3 separate regions of the Gossypium hirsutum genome follow, and all the other regions are linked to region 1. The links are chromatin contacts, called in public Hi-C maps. All regions are on one chromosome and are shown on one strand. The core of a region is the stretch at or near the end of the contact, and the rest is flanking DNA. Distances in the headings are between cores, read along the strand shown. Region 1 holds the start of LOC107953412 (methylesterase 3). Region 2 has its middle 13 kb from the start of LOC107956543. Region 3 holds the start of LOC107953403.

The links. Hi-C and Micro-C count contacts between places; a contact is called where the count stands out from the background.
Region 2: a contact with region 1 is called in a Hi-C map of leaf, with 2.6 times the contacts expected there. The contact joins the enhancer-like site here to the promoter of LOC107953412 in region 1. A contact is called at or near these places in 5 of 34 Hi-C or Micro-C datasets (all in leaf).
Region 3: a Hi-C map of leaf shows a contact between it and region 1, with 2.1 times the contacts expected there. The contact joins the promoter of LOC107953403 here to the promoter of LOC107953412 in region 1. A contact is called at or near these places in 7 of 34 Hi-C or Micro-C datasets (callus, leaf and seedling).

The regions. Positions count from the first base shown.
Region 1 is chrD12:3,461,635-3,464,795 of Gossypium_hirsutum_v2.1, reverse strand. It overlaps LOC107953412 (methylesterase 3), which reads left to right and starts at 1,438. Exons shown (of 3, transcript XM_016888717.2): 1 at 1,438-2,034; 2 at 2,114-2,245; 3 at 2,720-3,161. The coding sequence starts at 1,594. The coding sequence ends at 3,007.
Region 2 is chrD12:3,325,253-3,328,055 of Gossypium_hirsutum_v2.1, reverse strand. It overlaps the pseudogene LOC107953407. Among protein-coding and RNA genes, the nearest start is that of LOC107956543, 13 kb to the right of the region's middle. Within about 2 kb of position 1,410, at least 3 of the 9 cell types and tissues checked have an H3K27ac peak or open chromatin away from gene starts, as enhancers often do. A contact at or near this core is called in leaf, where this site is marked.
Region 3 is chrD12:3,228,130-3,231,146 of Gossypium_hirsutum_v2.1, reverse strand. LOC107953403 reads right to left here and starts at 1,587. Exons shown (of 6, transcript XM_016888709.2): 1 at 1,272-1,587; 2 at 483-718; 3 at 142-400. The coding sequence starts at 1,301.

The sequences.
Region 1 (3,161 bases), core at 189-2,688:
ATCACTTTTTTACACCTCATTTCTCTAACATTTTCAATCACACATCATATATCTAACATAAGTATACACTCAAGTAGGCTATACTCATTTTCTTAATCAAATCAGACTTCAATACACGTTTCACACACATAAACACAAACATGTATCACAATATGCGTCCCAAGCACACACTCACACACATAATTGCTTCAGAGAATCACTTACACCCACACATACAAATCATTACATACTTAACTCACAAGAACATTATACTAAGATTATATTTTTTTTCAACAATCATTTAAGTACTCATGCATCGTTATTGGAACATCAATTACAAGAGTCTATCTAGAAGAATTTGTAGGAGTCGACATTACGGACTCACATGATACTCACCCATTGTAGCTCGAAGCTTCAACCCAGACATCCTTCTCAAACCAGCAACAACAATTGTTTAAAGAACATATATTCACTATTACAACCCTCATGCACACAAATTTCATGACATCTAAATCGTAGATAACCCCATGCAAGACCTTATACTAACAACTTATTGTTCGTATACCCCTTACAAATTTACTCTTTCAAAACTTAACATGCAGAACCGTAAGACTTACTCAGAGATGGAACAACCACTGATTAAACCTTTCCCATAAGAATTTTAGTCAAGGACTGACCTTGGGGCACAACTTAAACACTTTCATCTTGTATTTTTAAATTTAAAGTAAAAATGTATGGATTTATGCCCATCTTGTGGGTGTTATCCACCGGCCAACCATTTTTTAAGAGTACAGAAAATCAGTCCTGATTTTAGCCCCCGTCTAACAGAGTTTTCCCCACTAAAGTGATTTTCAGAATTAGGGTTGTAAATGAACCGAGTTTGAACAAACAAACATCTATTCATGTTCATTTGTTTAATGGTCACGAACATGTTCATTTAACTTAATCAAACATGTTCACGAACATATAATTGAACATGTTCACGAGCAATGTTAATAAATAACAAACAAACAAACAAACAATAAATACATACACACACATATTGTTTAGATATAAAATAGTTAAATATAAATATTAATAATTATATTATAAATAAAAACAATACAAACTAAGATAATTTTATTAATATATACTAAGATAATTTTTATAAGAAAATATCATTAATAAATAAACGAGTCATAAACGAGTTAATAAACAAGCTTATAAACGAGTTTGTTCGTGAACATAAACGAACCGAACACACCTCAATTCGTGTTTGTTCGTTTATTAAACGAATATAAAAATTTTGTTCATACTCGTTTATTTAACTTAATAAACAAATGTAAATGTTCATTTACACCCTATCTAGAATATATTTCTCCACTTTGGAGTCAACCGCAAAATCGAAAGAGAGAAACCCATCTTCATATCGTTGTTTTGGTCCCCATGCACTTCATTGAAAATGAGAAGAAAAAAAAAACTGACACAAATGATTTATAAACCCATATTAATATACTATTTTTTCTAGTTAATTTGACATTCCAACTGAATGATTTATAATATTGCATTCAACCAAAGTTTCAAGTGAAGAGCTTTGTCCATAACCAGATAATACCCAACACCCAACCTAACAACATGTATCAGATTTGGAAGCTCATGCTCTTAGTTTCACTTTTAATTTGCCACCTTCTATCCAAGGTGCCGGGAACATCATCGGAGCCACCAAAGCACTTTGTGCTGGTTCATGGGTCTTGCCATGGCGCTTGGTCATGGTACAAGGTGGTGCCACTGCTAAAATCAGGTGGCCACAATGTTACCGCCTTAGACCTGGGTGGGTCAGGGGTTGATCCACAGCAAGTCAACACTCTGAGATCGATCTCTGATTACATAAAGCCCTTGAGGGAATTCATGGCATCGTTACCCGATGAAGAAAAAGTGGTGCTTGTTGGTCACAGTTTAGGCGGTTTGGCCATCTCTCAAGCAATGGAAATGTTTCCGGAAAAAGTCGCTGTAGCAGTTTTTGTGACAGCCTCCATGCCTGGTCCAACACTCAACGTTTCCATTCTCATTCAGAAGGTACGCATGCAATGATGCAATGATCCCTTTTATTATTGAATAAATTATTGAAAAGAAACTAGTTTGTTTTTGTTGAAAGGCATTACGTGATCAAGATTCCCAAATGGACAACCATTATACATACGATGATGGGCCTAGCAGCCCTCCAACCACCTTCACTTTTGGTCCAATGTTCCTCTCTTCTAAAGTCTACCAGCTCAGCCCACCTGAGGTACGATTCTCTCATTACTGCTTCGGCTGAGTTTTTAATAAATTACTTGGTAATTCCGGTAAAAATTCATATACTATTTAAAATTTTAGAATTTAGAGATAATAATCTTTTTTAATAGAAAATAAAAAAATATATGTAAAAAATTAGAAAAAAATAAAAAAAAAATATTTTTATTGTTTTCATTAAAAATATTTTGTAAGAATGAAAATGATTAAAACAAGGACTATTAATTTTAGATGAACCGCCCCTAATTTTTAGTCTCTTTTCTTTCTAATTTCAAAATGCATGTTTTAAGCTTTTTTATTAAATTTATTGGTGTGAGATTCCGAAACTCATCTATAACCATGTAACTAAGAAAATGACATCGTAATGTACATGAATTTAATGAAATTCTGCATTATATAAAATACTTGTCACATCTTAAATCTATTTATAAAATCTAAAAGAAATGTATGAATAAAAATTTAATTGCAGGATTCTGCATTGGCAAGTATGTTGATGAGGCCAATACGGTTGTATAGTGCTGAAGACATGTCAAGAGAAGTAGTACTCTCTCAGAAGAAATACGGGTCGGTTAATCGGGTTTTTATAATTTCGGAAAAGGATTTGGTCTCCAAGGAGGATTTTGTAGGGTGGATGATCCGGGAAAACCCACCCCGTCAAGTTGAAGTGATCAAAGGGTCCGATCATATGGTGATGATGTCCAAGCCTATCCAACTTTCTAAACTGCTATTATGCTTAGCTACAAACTACAGTCATTGAATTTGAGACTCTGTTAATACAGTCAACGCTAGAAGAAATTTAAATTATTATAATCTATTTATAATATTTTTATTATAAGATTTTAATGTCCTTTAAGAATATAATTTTATATCATTCCTATTTTTTATACACTTTAAATACAATTATGATATAT
Region 2 (2,803 bases), core at 161-2,660, 140 kb after region 1:
GTATCCCATGTCTTTCGGTTTTGTCCTGCAGAAATAGATTTATGGCAAATGTTAGATCTTTCTTGGGTTAACAATTCTATGATCCAAAGCTTTTGGGATTGGCTAACCTGGATTTTCAAGAGGAGTGGTCACAAACAATACGTGTTTAACTACATATAGTATATCAATTGTTATATATAAGTAAATTACGAATGTATGATAATTATACGATTATGATATTATAGTGTACTTTTTGTCAAGTGAATGGTCATCGTCATCTGAAACACAAATCAGGGATGGTCAATTTTTTATGTGAGATGGTGTGTCAAGCATTGCCCAAGGGCGGTTAGGATGGACTGGATGGGAAATTTGTATTTGCATTACATCATAAATATATTCTACATATGCATTGATTTAATATTTGTTCCTTATATCATGCTTAAATTGTTATTTATGCTATAAATTAAATAGTTTACTGTTTGCATGATTATATATAATGATTTAAGATTAGTCTCACATTGAGCTGTCGTATGCTTACTCCCCCTTTTCCTTACCTCTCAAGTAGCACAGAAAACTAGAACTCGAAATGGCATCAGAGGGGCTCGGACTAGCAACTCATTTTCCTTTGTCGTTATATTAAAAGATTCTATTAAAGCTATCTTTAATTATTTAATTTTGGGATTGAAATTATTAAGTATTTTCTTGTTTTCTGTAATGGACATTTGAAATTCTTTAACTTATTTATTTTAAAGCATGACATCTGGTTAAAAAAAATCTGATATTTGCATGCTTTTCGATATAGAAAACCATTACTTTAAAATGTTTTTCCGTTACTTTATAAATACTTAAATGTTTTGATAAAAACTCTTTAAAACCTAATCGTTTTTTCAAAATTACACCTCAACAATATTGTAATTGAATTGATAAGTAAAGCTGGTTTAAATTAATGAATGTTTTTTCTAAAAAAAATGATATTCACATAAATCAACTCAAGTAAAAAGAATGTTCTTACAGGATCACCTCGGTGATTGAATGTAACGCTTTTGACTTTGTCGAAACTCCTAAGTCAAGTCAGGGGTGTTACAAAAAAAAATTAATTGGAGTGGATTTAATATTGAAATTAAAACACTTTATGAGATATTGTATTTATATCAAATAATTATCCAAAATTATATTGAAAACGTAATATATATATAAATCTTAAATATTTTTTCATTTTAACAGAAATTTTTTAATTTAAATTTTCGTTGAACTTTATGGTTTCCCACATTGGTATGTTCTTCCCTAGTAAATATTTCCGTGTTTCATAAAAGCATGATATTGATCTTTATAATATTATATACTATTTTGGGTGAGTAGTATTATGGCTACTTTGACAATATGATATAAATGGGAATTTTTCATTTCAAAGACAATATAAGCTGTTCTGATTGTGACTTGTAGAGAAGAAGACGAAGGCTAAATGCTAAATCTATATATAGTGTCCCGACTGGTGACTGAGTATATGTCCTAAGCAGCTTAAACTCTTTCTAAGAACATGATGGCAGTACTGTTTGTATATCTTGGATTTATGGTTTTTGGAATAATTTTTCTTTGTTTTCTCTATCATTTCGTAGACAACAATGGCCTCCCTCGAAACTGGCCACTTGTTGGGATGATTCCCACGTTACTTCTTAACATCCATCGCCCTCACGATAAAGATGCCCAAACCCTCAGACGAAGCAGTGGCACCTTCTTTTATACAGGACTTTGGTTTACTAACACTAGCTACTTAGCTACCTCGGATCCCGAGAATGTGCGTTCTATATTGAGCTCCAACAGTTCTGTTTATTTGAAAGGTCCTGAATGGCTGAAGCAGTTTGATATCTTCGGCGAAGCACTTTTCAATTCCGACGGTGAGGCATGGAAACGTCACCGCAGAGCTTTCCATGCTTTCTTGAATCACCCTCAGTTCCGGCAATCACTTTCAAAGGTTCTCCATCAAGTATAGAGGAAGCGCTTGTTAAAGTTCTTGAATATGTTTCTGGACGAGAGATGGTGGTGAACTTGCAAGATTTGTTGGTAAGGCATGCGTTTGACATTGGTTGCATAATGGGCGTGGGCTTCAACCCTGGGCTGCTCTCCATTGAATTCCCTGAGAATCGATTCCACGAAGCCGTGAGTGATACTTTTGAGGCAGCTTTTTACAGATATGTAATGCCTGACAGTCTTTGGAAGTTGCAGAGTTGGCTTCAGATTGGAAAAGAGAAGAAACGGAGTGATGCTTGGAAGGCTTTCGATGATCTTTTAACACAATTTATATCGACCCAACGCCACAAATCCAAGAAATCAGTGGCATCCTCAGGCTCAAATGAAGAGAATGATTTCAATTTCTTGAACTGTTACCTGACAGGACATGAGATAACAGGCCCAACACCAAAAGACAGTCTTATAAGAGACAACCTTGTACATTTTTTGTTTGCCAGTGATGGTACTTACAATTTAACTCTCACTTGGTTCTTTTATCTCATCTCCAAGGCACCCATGGTTGAAAACAAGATCAGAGAAGAAATAAAGAGACACTTATCAATGACACAAGTAGAGGGGGGCTTGCAAATACCATCCAACTACGACGAGTTGAGTAAGCTAACATATCTTCATGCAGCGTTGTGCGAAACCCTAAGACTACATCCACCGGTTCCGTTCGAATTCAGAACATGTACAAAGCAGGACTTTCTTCCGAGCGGTCATCGGGTCGATCAAAACACCCGAATCCTAATTGGAATACATGCAATGGGAAGGATGGAAAGCTTATGGGGAGAAGATTGCTATGAGTTCAAGCCAG
Region 3 (3,017 bases), core at 338-2,837, 230 kb after region 1:
TGTGAACCATTTAGTACTCAACTCCTTTTTGCAGATTCATATGGGAAGAACATAAGTAATTTTCAGTGTATTTCTGCCATAGAAATATTTGCAATTAGCAGTTAAACTTTAGAAATCGCGTTTCACCCATGAGGTGCTCACCTGATTAAGCATCCACTTCAAGCCAACTGCAGCTGTGCACTCATTTTTTGAGGCACTACTCATCCAGTCTAGGTTATAAATTTTGTCCAAAGTCTCAAAAATTGTTGACACATTACTCCTCCTAACTTTGACAGAAAATATCTCCCCATTTGAGCTTATGTTAGTATGATTGTTCAATAATGTCTCGAACCATCCACTCCCGGATCTCTGCATTGACATAATGGCAAAATACTGGACTGGGTTGCACGCACATTCAGCCCTAATCACACACAAAAAATTAATCCCATATTTATATCTGAAAACTGAAACCAAACTTAGGAGGACTAAAATCATTCTCTTACCTGCTATAAGTTTTGGGGTTCGGATAGTGTACGTAAGGAATTTCCCATGGCTCAATATTAGGTTCTGGACAGGGCTTTTGGACCACTCTAAAATTCAAAAATTCAGTGGTGCTGCCAGTGCTTATTTGCTTCAAACAAATCGTGCAGATATACACTCCACAAACCATTACAAAAAACAATACAACCGTCCTCAACACCAATGGAGACTTCTTTGACGACTTTAGGATGAAAGAATCCTGAAATTCAATGAATCTGCCAGATATTAATAACAAATTATACCAATAAAGCAAAAAAAAAAAGATAAAACAAAGCAGAACTTTGTTATTGATAAGTCATTAAATGGAGCTTGTGAAAGAGATGATGTGGGCATTCTTATAGCACTGAACTGAACTCTGATCTGATTTAGCTAGAAGACTCAGCTGTGAGTTGAGCAATACATTAATTGGTTTAATTTAATATGCAATTAGAATTAATTGATTAATCACGTTTAACGTAAATAAATAAACCAACATGCACATAAATATCAAAGAACATATCTTTCATGAAAATGAAATCTGGGTATTGTGAATTGACGATAGAAAACAAGCCCCGCTCAAGATATGGGTTTACAATACAAAGATCAGTTTTCTGTGCGTGTGCACGGAAAAATAGATCAGTATATTCGCATGACACTAAAATATGAAAAATGAAATAATTAATAGAATCTTTAATCTCACTCAAGATAACGACAATGAAACCCCCCAAAAAAACACACTCCTACAAAAGGGAAAAGGGGGGGGGGGAACTGACCTTGGTGAAGAAACAGAGATCGTCGGCCATGACTATGAGAGCTCAAAAAGTAAAGCAATCAAATGGCATTGGCAACTCCTTTATCAATGGGATTTTGTTGTTCACTCAAATGATAAAAAGGGAAGAAGCTAATAGCTTTGATCTTTCTTATCTTTCAAACAAAACTGGAATTCTTTATTTTGATTTTAAATGAAAGTAGAAAAGGAATGAGATTAATTATGGCGGAGATTAGAACAAAATGATTGAAGGCTGTTTGTTTGTTCCTAAATCCCGTTTCTGAAGCAACGCTCACTCTGCTTTGCTTTCTGCACATCCTTTACAGTCACATAACCCCTTTTTAATAATCGTAGCTGCGAGTACGGAGCAAGCACAAAACGATGGCGTTTTGTGGACAGGTTCCGTTTTAATTATGTGATGATGACTTGTTGGTAACGGACTTATGCTTTTTATAAAAGGACCATTTGTTTAAAAAATGTTACTTTAATTCTTTTTCATTAACAAAAGCAAGCTTTTTTAACCTTGTAATAAATTATGGTCTCACATACCTTTCCATTCCTTCGCTTTCTCTTTATAATATTGTGATCAGATGTGTACTTGATTTAGATCCCTCAATTTCTCATGCATTATGTACATTTTGTTTTTTTTTATTAATTATAATAAAAATTATTAAATATATTAATTTTTTACACAACTGCGACGTATTTATTAAATTATGGAGGGAGTCAATCATATATATATAATCATGGATGAAAATCTTGAATTAAAAAAAAGGGAAAATTTGTATAAAAAAAACAATATTATCCTTGGACAAAGCAATGGGTTATTTAAAATTTAATAAGTTAATCATGTCATTTTAAGCAGATGGTTAAAAGAATAAAATACTAAATTTATGATAAAATTAAAACAAAATAGAGCTTTGGTAATAATGCTTCTTTTTTTTTTATAATTTTCCATGAGTTGGAATTCGATTGATGAGTGTTATCATTAATTAACTAGACTAGTAGTATTAAGAGTTAATTTGCCATAAATATATATTGGGAATTAAATTAATCAAGTTATTTGTTTTGAAAAAAAAAAGAAATAATTATAAAATAATTACAAAAACAATTGTAATCCGTTTTTGAAGAATTACGTAAGATCTGGTTCGATAAAATTAGTCGAGCTTTATTGCCTCACAGAACATTTCGGATAATATTATCACAGCTCAAGAGGTAATCCATACGATGAAGCAAACCAAGATTAAAAAGGGTTAGATGGTGGTAAAGGTTGATCTTGGAAAAGCTTACAACAGGCGATTATGCTATGTGTCTTGTCTGCCTCAATGCAACTTTTTGGGAATGGTTTTATTTCTGATTCGTTCATTCCAACAAGAGGTGTTCGGCAAGGTGATCCTCTGTCAACATATCTTTTTGTTTTGTGTATGGAATTGTTAGGCCACTTAATTGAAGCGACAGTTGATCAGCAGCTATGGGAACCAATAATGCTTTCTCATTGAGCGCTAGGTGTGTCACATCTATTTTTTACAAATGATTTAGTGTTGTTCTGTAGAGCTGATGACTCAGGAGACGTTTGTCTCAAGCATGTCTTAGACACCTTTTTTCATTTTGCTGGTCATCGTGTTAACAAGCAAAAGACTCAAGTTTTCTTTTCATCTAATGTTAGGGACGAGGAAGCTAGGAGTGTATGCTCTAAACTTGGCTTTACAAGGGCCAGTGATATGGGGAGATACCTCATAATGCCTTTCTT